3 separate regions of the Sus scrofa genome follow, and all the other regions are linked to region 2. The links are chromatin contacts, called in public HiChIP or PLAC-seq maps. All regions are on one chromosome and are shown on one strand. Each heading gives the region's core, a stretch centred on a gene start, on an enhancer-like site or on the middle of the called end of the contact. The rest is flanking DNA. Distances are from core to core; before and after follow the strand shown. Region 1 overlaps LOC100522887 (caspase-13). Region 2 has its middle 240 kb from the start of CASP1. Region 3 has its middle 100 kb from the start of CASP1.

Region 1 (4,796 bases), core at 2,262-4,761, 210 kb after region 2:
TCTTTTCATTTATTTGTCTTATCAGTGATGGTAGTTGGTATATCCCTTATTCTATTTTAATCTACTTTTATATCACTCAGTATTTTAAAAAGTATTTTTCCACATATACTTTGCAACTATTTGTTGAGAATTTTCTTTAAGTATCTTATATTTGTTGCTTTTGCAAAGAGAAGCATTAAAAAAGCAAAAAAAAAACCCCAAAATTTCCTAATTGATTGTCTTTTGAATATAAGAAGTTATGAAATGTGTATGTTGAATCATAGAATGTCTGATTGCTTGCAAGATGGTGGGGTGGGGGGGCGGATGATGGGTGGGTGGCTAATTTATATGAAATATTGAGGAAAAAAAAAAAAAAAAAAAAAAAAAAAAAAAAAAAAAAAAAAATGTGTATATTGATCTGAATTCTTGCAAATGTGGGGGCTATATTATTAATTATAAGAAATTTTCAATGAATAAAATCACATTTTCTAGGAATAGTGATGGTTTTGTTTCTTAGGTCTCCAGTATTTTTATTTTCACCAGCCAAACCCCACCCCAAAAATAAAAAATAAACAAAAAAAAAAATCACAATTTTCTCTTTAAATTCTGATTTTGAGGAATGCTATCATAAATTTTTATTCTTAAACTATAACTGCATTCCCAGAGTATATACTAGCTGGTTAAAAAATATTAGTAATGTTTCATATATGGTTAGAATTATTTTGCTAATACATTATTTAGAATGTTACCGCAATGTTCCTGAGAAATCAGACTTTTTTTTCCTAACTTTGCCTCTACTTCTCTAGTTTTGTATCAGTTTTGTACTAGCCCTAGAAAAGAATTTAAGGAATTTACTTTGCTTGTTATTTGGAAATAATATGTAAAATTGAGCTCATTAATTTCATTAAAGTTTTGCAAGACTTTTTTTACAATTATCTGAGTCTGTTCATTTTAGATAGTATATATGACAGAAAAGTTAATGTTTCTTGATCTATTTGGATTTTTATTTCTTTTATGTATTTTTTTGTTAATTTACTTTTTTTAGAATTCCAACTATGTTATGTATGTTATTCTCAGAGTTTTCCTATATTTATGTTTATGTTTCCTACATTTATATTTATTGTACCCTTTTACCCTTTTATCTCTAGTATCATCTTTGTGCTAATTCTATTTTTTCAAACTCAGTGTTGCTGAGTGTCTGCTATTTGACCAATCCTTTTTCAAAAGTTCAGGTTGTTTTGTTTTGAGTGATCTGCTAAATTTTTTGTTTATCATCTCATTCATTTTTGCTTTTTAATCTTTATCATTTGCTTTCTTCTATTTTACTGTGGCTTACTATCTTTTGGATTTCTCAAGTTGAATGCTTAGTTCATAGGTTTTCCTTTCTTGTTTTTATATATGTGTATGTATATAAGTTATGTTTACATATGTATACACTACCTGTGTGCGTGCCTTAATTTCCAACTACGTGGAAATATGTGATAGTCTTTATATTATGGGATTTATGATATTATCATGCATAGTTCAAGAATGAGGTGTCTATATGTATTTTGGGGTTTTGTGGTATGTCTCACGTTTCCACATGGGCAAGGGAAGTCCAGAAATGTAAACATCATGATCTTTGTAGTGTTAGTTAGCCCTTACAATTCAAACTTCAGTTAACCCTTATAATTTATTTATTATTTATTTATTTGTATTGTCTTTTTAGGGCTGCACCCGAGGCATATGGAGGTTCCCAGGCCAGGGGTCGAATCGGAGCTGTAGCTGCAGGCCTACACCACAGCCACAGCAACACCAGACCTGAGCCACGTCTGCAACCCATATCACAGCTCACAGAAATGCCGGATCCTCAACCACTAATAAGGCAAGGGACCGAAACTGTGTCCTCATGAATGCCAGTCAGATTTATTTCCACTGAGCCACAATGGAAATCCCAACCCTTACAATTTAAAACGCATACAATTTCATTCTCTCCTTGCCTTGGGGAGGCAATGCAGTACAGTGGTTAACATCTCAGATTGCAGAGCAAGTCAGACTGCATTCAAATGCCAGTGCAACCACCTACTAACTGTGGGACTTTGGGCACATCACTTAAGCTCTATTTTCTTTAGTTTCATTATCTGTAAGATGGGGATATTGATAGTGATTACATTGCAGGGCTGTTGTGAAGGTTAAAGTAGCTACTTATTTATTCAAAGTCCCTTAGAGTAATAAAAATTCTTGAAATAATCCTGACACACAGTAATAAATATTAACTATTATGGTTATATTTGACACATAGAGAATCATTTTATGTTTAATGCAGTTTAGCACGTACTAAAATATTTATTCAGCATTCTGTGTATGTAGCAGAAGTGGTACATTTCATTACTTAGTAACTCAGAAGCCATGTTGCCAAAATTCCTCTAGAAATTTCACCTTTCCAGAAATTTTAACATCCTGTCTCCCACTGTTGACACTGCCATTTTGGCTATTCTTTATTAATAATACTTTTCTTTCTATACAGATACATTCAGGTTACACCATCTTGAATCAGAAGCCCAATTTATTTTGGACAATGACCCAGTGTTTGCTAAGTAAAAAATTCTCCTGAAGCTTGGAAATATGCATAAATCTGGAAAGAAAATAAGCAACAAGAAAGTGAATTATCTTATAGGTAGGAAGAAAGATAGATACATAGTATAATTTGCTAAAAGCATAATAACTTAGTGAAGAAAAAAAAGAGCTCCAGCTATGATGTTGGCTAAATAATAAATTAGAAAACTTCTTTTGGAAATTCTAGACCCCAGGTTAGATGAGTGCACAAGGAGGAGCTGATCGGTTTATAATTCTTGTCTCTAGATGGGCACCATCTCCTTCCACCTTGTTGCTGAGAGCAAGCCACGGCCAGTTCCCTTCACTCAGTAAAGTGCAGATATTATGTCATAATCAGAAAAATCCAGCTCACTTCTTCCATTTCATTTCCATTATCCACCATTTTAATTGAAATTCTCTTCTCTATTAGAAGACACACACACAAAAAACGTTGTTTTTCATTTACACTGAAAGACAAAATGTTAAACATATGTGCTGTGCTGGTAATGGTGCTTCTCAAAGTTGGTAAAGGGCTAGACTGTCTGTGATTTTCTGAGGAAGAGAAAAAAAAAGACACAAGGTCAAGGTAGTAATCCATGGATTCTTTAATCCATCCTTTACTGTGATTCTTCTTTGATCCTCTTCCGTACAATTTTGCCATTTCCCTTGGCTTCTATCTGTGACCTCTGTAGTCTATTCACCAAAAAGTACTCAGCGTGATCTTTGCAAAATCTGTTAGATTATGTCATTTCTCTGTTTAAAAGTACTTGAAGAATTTCCTATCTCACTCAGGATACTTACCATGTGATCACCAAGGCCCCTGTGATCAAGCTTCTTATTATTTTTCTGAATCTGACTCTGTCGTTTATCTTACTCTCACTCTTCTCTGTGGGCTGCCTTCTTGCAGTTCTTTATACTTCTTAAAAAATATTCCTGCCTCAGGGCATTTGTACTTCCTGTTCCCCCATGCTGGGATACATTTCCACACAGAACCACAAGGTTCACTCCCCTCCTCTATCCAGTCTTTGTTTTGATTTCAAATAATTTCATCACTTCCAAGCAGCCTTTCCTAAATAACCTATTTATAGCACTATGGCATCCATCTTCTTGTGTCTCTTTAGACTTTTTAAATTTTTCTTCTTAGGTCTTACCACTCTCTGACATATTTTTACTTTTTTGTGTATTTATAGTATGTCTCCATTCACTAGAGTATGAGCTTTGAGCACAAAGATCCATTTATTTTGTCCATTGGTATATTTCAAGCATCTAGAACAGAACCTGGAACACAGTAAGTGCTTAATAAATATTAGTCAAATAAATAATTTAATCCCCAAATGTGGTTCTACTGGACTAAGTAAGCACAAAAAGCTGTGTTGCTAAATTATCTACACATTTGTATAACCAGAGTATCAGAAACCAGGAGTGGGAGATGGAAGGCAAATATTTTAAGCATTGAGATAAAGTTTACTTTATGTTTCTGAGAGAGACTAATAAGTTTATGATATAGTGTGACAAAAAGCTATTATGAGTGAGTAAAATAATTGTTGGATCTAAATTCAGCACAGCCCTTCTAAAATATTTTGAGCAAAAATTTGTTTTAATTGTAACATAGGTGATTGACGAGGTTTCTGAGCAGTAGTTAAAAATCTTTGAACTGAATGTTCTATGATCTACACTGTGAAAATAGTCAGAGCACCAGAGTCTCCAGGATATATTTTATACTGTATGGTAATGGTAGCTCAATATCAGTAATGTGATACCTGCACTCCAAGGACAATAGTCCTGCTTTCTCCACGGTCACCTCCTCTGTTTTCTGTTTGTTTGTTTTTGTATCTGAAGCAATATTGGATAACTCATGGTATGTGTGTGTGCACGCACATGTGCTGTGTGTACGTGTGTGTGTAAGAGACGAATATAAGTAATAAAGTAAGCATGAGTACATTTCTATTTTAATAATTGTGACCCTATGTCCGTCACTGTTTATTACTTCCTATCCTCATTAAGCTTACCTTCTTGATTGATGGATTTATTAACTGATAATGGTAGAGATGGAAGGAGGATCCAGATGCATATAGAGTAAAAAATAGCAACTAATCACAAAACTGCATTGACCAGAAACATCTATTTGACTACCAAAGCAATGGGCTGTCATTGGTCACTGAACCTCAGCTCACTAATACTACTCTCCCACTTATTTTGCCTGAAAACCGCAACTCTTGATACTTACTTTTCTCAATTGCCAG
Region 2 (4,611 bases), core at 1,504-4,003:
CATTTGACACTGTTCTGACTAAACTGATATCCCCAGTTCAGAATTTCTAAAAATGCTCAGATCTCAGTTTCTTAATATATTCTATTTAAAGTAGAAACATTAGGAAGAATTGAATTACAGGAACATTATTTCACAGTTTCAAGGACATAAAAGTCAAAGCATACTGCTTGCGGCTAATGAACAATTATGAAGATGTATAAGCCAGCACTTTATCTACTAGCACTAAGATAAAAGAAATATACTTGGACAATATGTAACCATTCAACAGGATGGATTAAAATAAAGAAATTTTTAAGTTTGGAGTTGAATTAGGAGCACGAATTTGTAAATTGGATGAGAATATGTAACTGTTTTTAATACTTAACTAACAAGTTTCATTTTTCCCTAAAGATACTTAATTGAAAGAAATAAATGATGCAAGAGAATCAAGAGAAATAATTATTAACTAACATTTTATGCATATATATAGAGAAAATAGATTGCAGCACAGTCAATTGAAATAAGACAAAATTTTACTTTATCAGGCAATCAGAATTCTCATTAAGAAGCTCATTATAGAAGTTCTCGTCATCGCGCAGTGGTTAACGAATCCGACTAGGAACCATGAGGTTGCGGGTTTGGTCCCTGCCCTTGCTCAGTGGGTTAAGGATCCGGCGTTGCCCTGAGCTGTGGTGTAGGTTGCAGACGCGGCTCGGATCCCGCGTTGCTGTGGCTCTGGCGTAGGCCAGTGGCTACAGCTCTGATTCAACCCCTAGCCTGGGAACCTCCATATGCCGCGGGAGTGGCCCAAGAAATAGCAACAACAACAACAACAACAACAACAACAACAAAAAAAAGCTCATTATAAATTCACAGTAAAATGCTAATTGATATTTGTTGATGACCTTGAAGCAATTTCTGATTGATAAAAAATTAAGTTAGAAGTTAAAGTAAGCACAATATGTTTTTTATGTTAATATATTTTATAATTTTGAATATTATTTATGCATGCCCAATTTGTGGTGATCTTATGAGCTCTATCATTGATAAGTTGAAATACTTCGGTCTAGATTATTATTTTTATTATTTTTTTTTGTCTCTTGTCTTTTGAGGGCCGCACCTGTGGCATATGGAGGTTCCCAGGCTAGGGGTCTAATCGGAGCTATGGCTTCCGGCCTCCACCAAAGCCACAGCAACGCCGGATCCAAGTCACATCTATGACCTACACCACAGCTCACGGCAGTGCTGGATCCTTAACCCACTGAGTGAGGCCAGGGATTGAACCTGCAACCTCATGGTTCCCAGTTGGATTTGTTTCCAGTGTACCATGATGGGAACTCCAGATTATTATTTTTAAATTATTTATGATATTATAATAATTTTAAACTTTGGTACAATAATGTTTAGAAATGGTATGGATCAGGTTAGTAGCTACCTAAAGGCACAGAACATAAGAATGTGTTTCTGTGTGCTAGCTGCACACATCTATAACATAAATCCAAAATAAATGTGGTAAAAAGTAAGATGACATAGGAACCTGAGAGACTAAAAGACGATTGGGAGACACGTGGCAATGGAAATTGGCTTTTGGTACTAGAGAGGAAAAATAATAAAATGAAGGAAAAAAAAAAAAAAGCAACAACAAGGCATCAGAAAGCACTGCATTTAAGTTCTCTCTGCTACATGAACAATTATTCCTGAATTGTCTTGATTTTCAAAACATGTGGAGAGTTGATAAAAATAGACTAACTTTCTACAAACTGAGACAATCTCAAAAATTCGGGAAGTGAAAAGTCACAGACAAAAATGGGGACTTACAACTCATTGACTAGAAGACACCTATTCGTCAGGATTCTTTCTACTCTAAATTATTCAACTTACATTGGATTAATAAACCTGGCATATTGTTGGCTAATGTAAACAAATAATTCAGTTAAAATGGGAGCTAGAACTCTAATCATTATGATTTCTTCTTTGCACTCCCTGGGCTATCAGCTCCCAGTGTGATGCCTCTCAGATGTGAAATGGCAGCAGCGGCATAGGCAGTCCTCACCTTCTCCACCCGCCAAAGAGAGAGTGTTGTTGTCTAGCATGTGTAGCAATTGTTCTGAGGAACACATTTATGGGACTGCATTAAATGACTGGCAATGCCTGAAGCAATCCTTGTGGTCAGGAAAATATAATATGCTTATTCAGGGAAGTCTGTACTCATCCACTGATTTGTGAACTCAATAAACAAATGAATTTCTTGATCTCAGTCACTGAGGCCAATAAAACCCTAGGCAGTATCACCAAAATTGCGTAACTAAAAATGGAAAAATGGTTTCCCCAAAGCAAATGAAATATTATTATTTGAAGGAAGGAAAATGAATCCTGAATAGCAAGCAACTGCCGGGGAATTCATAGGTGCTTTCATGATTCAATTCATACATACATCGGGTATGTTTCAAGGAGGCTGAACACAGAAAGCACATTTCAATATTACTAGCCAGGAAAGGGGGTATGTCAGAGATCACTAATACGGTGAACTAGTTTTATGAATCGAGGCCATGCCAAGATTTTTGATCTATTCTCTATCAATGACTCATTTATATATTGTATATCATTTTTAGGTCATTATGCCTGTACCTGTTATTGTGAGGCAGTCCTGTGTTTCAGACATACCCATGTGGGTTCACTCCCCATGGATACCAAATACTCATGCTTTAAGAACCAAGCAAGTGTCCTTTTCTGCAAAGACAGAGTTGAATCACTTTCATATCTGTCACAAGTAGACTTATGCACATACTGATTTGTGTAAAAGAGTCTGTTGTAATGATTTCTTTCAGTTCCTGTCTTCTCTACTTAGCTTTGAGCTTTTGGATGATAGTTTGATTGATTTTATCTCCAAGGTATGACACAACAGGATAACATACTTAACAAATGCTTTGTTAAAAAATAAAACATATAATTTAACCTCCTCATTTATTATTTACTCAAATAGTAGTAATTTTATGTTGGAAAAACTCAAGATATGGAGACTAATATATATATGTATACTATGTGGCGATAATAAATAATTTGTATTTATTTAATACTGATTATCAATTATATGCTTTATATATATTGTATCATTTAGTTCTCCTATCAAACTTACTTCTAGGTGTTGATATCTCCCTTACGTACAGATGCCAGCCTACACCACAGCACAGCAATGTAAGATCTGAGCCACGTCTGCAACCTACACCACAGTTCATGGCAACACTGGATCCTCAACCCACTGAGCAAGTCCAGGGATCAAATCCGCATTCTTATGGATCCTAGCTGAGTTCATTAACCACTGAGCCATGAAGGGAACTCCTAGAAATCTTGTTGATTTCTTAGGATTTATTTCAAAAGTGATCTTTTAAGAAGAAGACAAACATTTTTTGAGGATTTTTTCTTTTTGGAGGGGAGTGGAGATTGTATTCAAACAGTACCATACTCAAAAGACCCTACCTGTGTGGGGTATATATAAATGGCAGCTTTGTGAAGCAGTTATAACAGTATTTGGTCCTTTAGGAACCCCAGCCACTCCTGGAGTATCTCATGTCTTCTCTGCATTTTCAAAGAGTTTCACTGGCAGAATATTGGTGAAACTCAAGTTTGGTCTCATTTAATTGAGTCTCCTTTAGTTTACGTTACATGCCCACCAGTAGAGAAGGCCTTTATGGGAACCATGTTTCATTTTCAAAGAGTGTCCCCTCTGTCCTTGCTGTATGACTCTCCTCTGGAACTGCTTTTCAGTGATTTCTTCTTTTCCAGTGTAAGTTAACTAAGCTCTCGATTTAACTTTGGGTCTCAAAATATATTAGCTGATCATATATTATCTCCTACTCATGATTAACTTTACAAGGTCCCATCTTTGTCATTGCTTTTTTCCCCTGGGGAAAAAAAAGTACTAAATCATTTAAACTTCTCACGAAGTTGCCGTGTTTTCCTTTTTACTTTCTGACAAATCCGCTTTTTATTGTTTGGTTGCATGTGAGTCTAATCTAACACAATGAAATGGAAAGAGCCAAATCATTAGGAAATGTTAAGTAGGTTGTTCCTAAAATAGATTTGGGAACTTATACCTCATCACATTTCTAGTTGTTTTGACAGGATAAAATTGATGGAAATTGGTCGTTACAAAATATTAATAGTATGTTAATATTAACATTGGCTATAGCCAATTACAAGTTGGAAGGGAACCATGATTATAATTACATTTGTGTGTTTGTATTCCTAAAGAACTGTATCAGGACCATTAGAATAATATACAACTCCTGTAAATATATATCACATACATTAGGTATGAGGGAGATCAGAGCCAGAAAGCCTCATTCTTTCTCCCTCAGTGTGTTCAAGAGAATGACTAGAGGAGGAACAAAATATATTTATGCTTCCTCAAATAACAGGTCCTCCCCTAAATTTGGAGAAAGGTAGCTATTGCAAGCAGAATATTGGTGAAACTCAAGTTTGGTCTCATTCAATGGAGTCTCCTTTAGTTTAGGTTACATGCCCACCAGTAGAGAAGGCCTTTATGGGAACCATGTTTCATACAAATACATACTCTATTCCTGACCTGCTCATATGTCCCAGAACTTCCTCTTGTGCTGAGCCAAGGAGGAG
Region 3 (4,507 bases), core at 1,151-3,650, 130 kb after region 2:
ATATGGTGTTTGGTCTATCATTAGCAGCTACATGGCTTCCTCTCTTCCTGGCCATTTTTCCAACTTGACTCTAGCCTTCCTAACTTTTTTGGTGCACTACCCATTATCCTCTTCATGACTGTTCTGGCTAATGTTAAATTAGCCAGTTTGTTTCTTCTGCATGAAACATGGAACTTTAACTGGTAAGGGGAGTGATCATTTAATTAAGTGATCTATTAATTTCCTAGATAGGGCTGAAATGAACACTTAACTAGTATTTGGGGAAAGAATTCTACCCATCTTTTAGTATGCAATAGAAAAACACAAGAATTACTTGCTATCTGAACTTTATTCACCTGAATACATGTTGAATTATCTTTCAAGTAAATCTAAATAATATTTACAATATAAATTGAAAACTTGGCACATGTAGGTGTCAGTAAAAATATTTGAGTTGCCTGACTATCAATGAGAAAGGATATAACTACGATATAATCTTATCTAAGCCATTATCTCCATAGGTTTTTGTCTTATATTTTTAAAAATACACTGTGTATTTTTGCTATCATTTTCCCCTCATAGTGAGTTTAAAGGCCTTCTAAGGAAGTATAAATGCCTGTGAATAAATAGGCATGCCTAAGAGGCAGTAAAAATCATACTTTAGAAGAAAACTTTAGAAGTAATAAAATGTGACTACACAGCAAATATAATCATGACTGTACATATATTCCCTTCAACTGTGCATGTAAGTTGTTTCTCTTCATGTTCTCCATGGGAAAATAAATAATAATTATAAAAGTGTTGTTGGTTCTGGAAAATTACATGTTATTCACACAAGGCATAATAATTTTTAAAAAATCAGAAAGTTAACTTTTTGTGTACATTCATAATCAAAATTAGCAAGGGGTGCCACTGAGCACTATGTTGATGTAGAAGAAAATATCAAATATATTTGAAGATACGAAAAAGGCCACAACGGTAGAGCAAGATTTAGTGAAGAAGCTGAGAAACAGAGTTCAAGACAGATCATCGGTCAAGGAGCTTCTGATAATCACACTGAGGAGTCTTCTGCTGTGAATTGCAAAATTTTATTGTTGCTGACTTTAGGCCTATGGGGAAATGACTGACACAAAGCAAAAAAACATAATACTTAATAGCTAGCCCAAATTTACTGAGACAGTCAGGGAATTTTATGATAAAGTCTTATCAACACATGGGAAATTACTGTGTAAAAAGACATTCTACTCAATGCTTATCGTTGGCCTGAGAATAAAAGAAAAGGGAACTTATGGATACTAAATGCCCTATTTTTAAAGGTATATTTATATTATGTAGACCAGTTAACTGCTGTTGAAAGCAAGCTGGACCATAACAAAAGCACTTCAAAAAATTCACTTTCCAAAAAAGCGATTATAATTTAGGTCACTGTATCATTGATTTCAAGCAGAGATAATGCTAGCTGTGGATCCTTTTTAGTTAGTTTTTTATTCCAACCATCCCACTTCTGTAATTTGGGGTGCCAAAAGAGAATTCAATTACTTGGATTCAACCTTGAACATACTTCAGGCTATTTCAACCTCTCCTTTACCATCATGCTCTCAAAAGGCTCCAGAGAGCAGCAGTATAAACTCTGCCTTCATCACAAAGCTTAACAAGGTTATCAAATACCGTACATTGGTACAATAATTTAAGCAACCTGGAGCTTTTGTGATTATTTGTTTGCTTAGTTAATGAAAACTAGATCTGATGGCACATTAATGGTATTCAGGTGACAGAAACAGCTTTATTTAAAGTAAAGGGAGAAATCCAGGGACTTGGGCCATAGGCATATTTTTCACGAATTAAAGAAAAGTTTCAGGCCCCTCAGTCACTTTAATAAGTGAATCCCAAAGGGATGAAAAGCAAAATCCTTTGTTTTAGTCCTTCTTTTGCTTTCTTTCAGTTTCCATCCTCCTACTGTTTTGTATAGGGAATGTTTATGGTGAGAATTCTGCAGTGTAAAAAAATCAAGGCATGTTGAAATCAGAAGAGGAGTGGTATACATTTCCCAAGAGATATTGCTGGTGCTCTGACTGAATGCAGTAACTGATGAAACTTTGAGTTCTCCTTTTTGTGGGAAGCTGAGAATACATTTTAGTTCCATGAAGAATGGTGTAATACGTTAGGGTAGAGTCATTTATTCTTTTGCTTTGTTTTGTTTTTGAAGTTAATGCTAGGACCTGGACAGCCAAAAATAACAAATACTTGTCAGGCAAATAAGCATATAGCTGTAGGCATTTATCATATTCTCTATGACAAATATCCAGGCCCTTTTTAAGGATAGGCAATTCCTTACCTGGTGAGTATTAGTGGAAGGAGAGTGGAGTGGAGGCAGTGGAGGCACTGTGACTCAGGGTGCCTCTGTTCCACGGCAATTGCAACAGTTTTCTGATTGGCCTAATACTACTGATTCTGACCGTGGCCCTCTCTAATGCCCCTAGCTTGTTCTTCCTCATTTTCCAGTTCCAGTTCTCTAGCCTTCTTGGAATTTCAGTGAGTTATGTAACACTCTTGATAAATTCCTTTTTTCTCTTTAAATGTGCCTAAGTCAACGCCTATAGCTAAGAATTAAGAGCAAAGACTTACTCTGGGTCCTGCAAAGTACCTTGAAGTTTATGAATAGAGAATAAATGTAGATTATCAGGAAACTGTTTAAAATAGGAGCCTGATCTATAATCACATGGGCTAAACTTGAAGTTAATGTTCTTTACTCCGACCCAGAATTGTTTACCCAGCAAACAAGTCACAATCCCATCAGGAGTAAGTGCCATACTTAACTGATATTTTGAAGTACATTGGGAACTGATATACTATCGTACTTCATATACAACTAATAGAGTCAATATACTTCTTCTAAACAAACAAATAAAAACAACTTCCTGCCAAGAAAATTGCAGGCACGGATGACTCTACTGGTGAAGTATACCAAACATTCAGAGAAGAATTAATACCAACTCTTCACAAATGTTTCCAAAAGTTACCATAGAAAACACTTTCCATTCAATGATGCTAGTAATACATTGTTATCAAAACCATTCAAAAATATCACAGTGAAATTATAGATCAATATATTTTTAATAAATACACAAAAATACTTAACAAAATACTAGCAACATGTGCCCAGCAATATATATAAATTATTATGTAACATAACAGTGTGATGTATCCCAGAAATGTGATTGTTTTAACATGAAATTCAATTAATGTAATGCACCAGATTAAGAGATCATAGTACAAAAACCACTTGATTATGTTGGTAGAAAATGTATTTGTCACATCTAACATCCTTTCATGATAAAAACACTCAGTAAATTAGGAATAGAAGGGAATTCCTTCAATCTGATAAAGGATGTCTTTGAAAAACCCCAGCTAGTGTCTTAATGTTGAAACACTGAATGTTTTCTCTGTAAGATCAGTAAGAAGATAAGGATCATTGCTCTCTCTCTACTTCCATTCAACACTGTACTGAAAGTTCTAGCCAGAACAAATAGGCAAGAAAAGGAAATAAGACTCATCTGGTTTAGAAAAAGGAGGAAGTAAAACTAATATTTTTTGGCAGTAGACATATATAGAGAAACCTGAGGAATCCACCAAAAATCTATTAGAAATAACAAATGAGTTCAGCAAGATTACAAAATTCAAGATCAAATACAAAAATTCAATTATATTTCTATACACTAGCAATGACAATTCTGAAAATGAAACTAATAATTCTACTTAGAATAAAAAAGAACAAAATTGTTAGGTAATGATTTAAGGGAAAAAAGCAGAAGACTACATATACACTGAAAGCTATATAATATTATTGAAGGAAATGAAAGGATGGAGTTCCCGAGTGGCACAGGGGGTTAAGGATCTGGTGTTGTCACTGCTGTGGCATGGTTCGATACCTGGCCTGGGAACTTCCACATGCTGTGAGTGTGGCCAAAAAAAAAAAGTTAAAAAAAAAAAGAAATGGAAGGATATCTAAATAAATGAAAAGACATTCAATGGCTATTGATCAGAAGATTTAATATTGTTACAATCTGCATTAAACACCTAGCTGGCAATTTTTTCAGAAATGAACAAGCTGATCTTAATAAGAAAATTCAAGTGCTTGAAAATAGTTAAAACATCTTAAAAAAGAACAAAGTTGGAGAGAAACCCATCATGATTTTGAAATGTATTACAAAACTAGAGTAATCAAGACTAGATGGTACTGGAATAAGACAGACATGTAGATTGATGGAAGAGAATTATTAGTCCAGAAGTAAATCTTTGCATTTATGATTAAATTCATTTTCAGTTAGGATCCCAGATAATTCAGTGGAGGAAAAAAATAGTCTGTTGAATAAATGGTGGCAGAACAACTGGATGTCTACATGTAAAAGTATGAGGTTGTACCTCCACCTAACACCATACCCCAAAATTAACTCACAATGAATTACAGACTTAAATGTTAGAGATGAAATCATAAACTGCTTAAAGAAATACAGAGAAGCACACCTTT

The links. HiChIP or PLAC-seq counts read pairs in DNA pulled down with a chosen protein or histone mark.
Region 1: an H3K27ac HiChIP or PLAC-seq map of alveolar macrophages shows a contact between it and region 2. The contact joins two enhancer-like sites. A contact is called at or near these places in 1 of 47 Hi-C or Micro-C datasets (embryonic fibroblasts) and 1 of 2 datasets of contacts at active chromatin or transcription factors (alveolar macrophages).
Region 3: a contact with region 2 is called in an H3K27ac HiChIP or PLAC-seq map of alveolar macrophages. The contact joins two enhancer-like sites. A contact is called at or near these places in 1 of 47 Hi-C or Micro-C datasets (embryonic fibroblasts) and 1 of 2 datasets of contacts at active chromatin or transcription factors (alveolar macrophages).

What each region holds. Positions count from the first base shown.
Region 1 is chr9:35,165,705-35,170,500 of Sscrofa11.1, forward strand. LOC100522887 (caspase-13) reads right to left here. Exons shown (of 10, transcript XM_003129812.6): 9 at 4,781-4,796; 10 at 1,863-3,105. The coding sequence ends at 4,786. Among named protein-coding and RNA genes, the nearest start is that of CASP1, 31 kb to the right of the region's middle. Within about 2 kb of position 3,512, at least 2 of the 83 cell types and tissues checked have an H3K27ac peak or open chromatin away from gene starts, as enhancers often do. A contact at or near this core is called in alveolar macrophages, where this site is marked.
Region 2 is chr9:34,959,983-34,964,593 of Sscrofa11.1, forward strand. No RefSeq gene overlaps it. Among named protein-coding and RNA genes, the nearest start is that of CASP1, 240 kb to the right of the region's middle. Within about 2 kb of position 2,754, at least 1 of the 83 cell types and tissues checked has an H3K27ac peak or open chromatin away from gene starts, as enhancers often do. A contact at or near this core is called in alveolar macrophages, where this site is marked.
Region 3 is chr9:35,094,556-35,099,062 of Sscrofa11.1, forward strand. No RefSeq gene overlaps it. Among named protein-coding and RNA genes, the nearest start is that of CASP1, 100 kb to the right of the region's middle. Within about 2 kb of position 2,401, at least 3 of the 83 cell types and tissues checked have an H3K27ac peak or open chromatin away from gene starts, as enhancers often do. A contact at or near this core is called in alveolar macrophages, where this site is marked.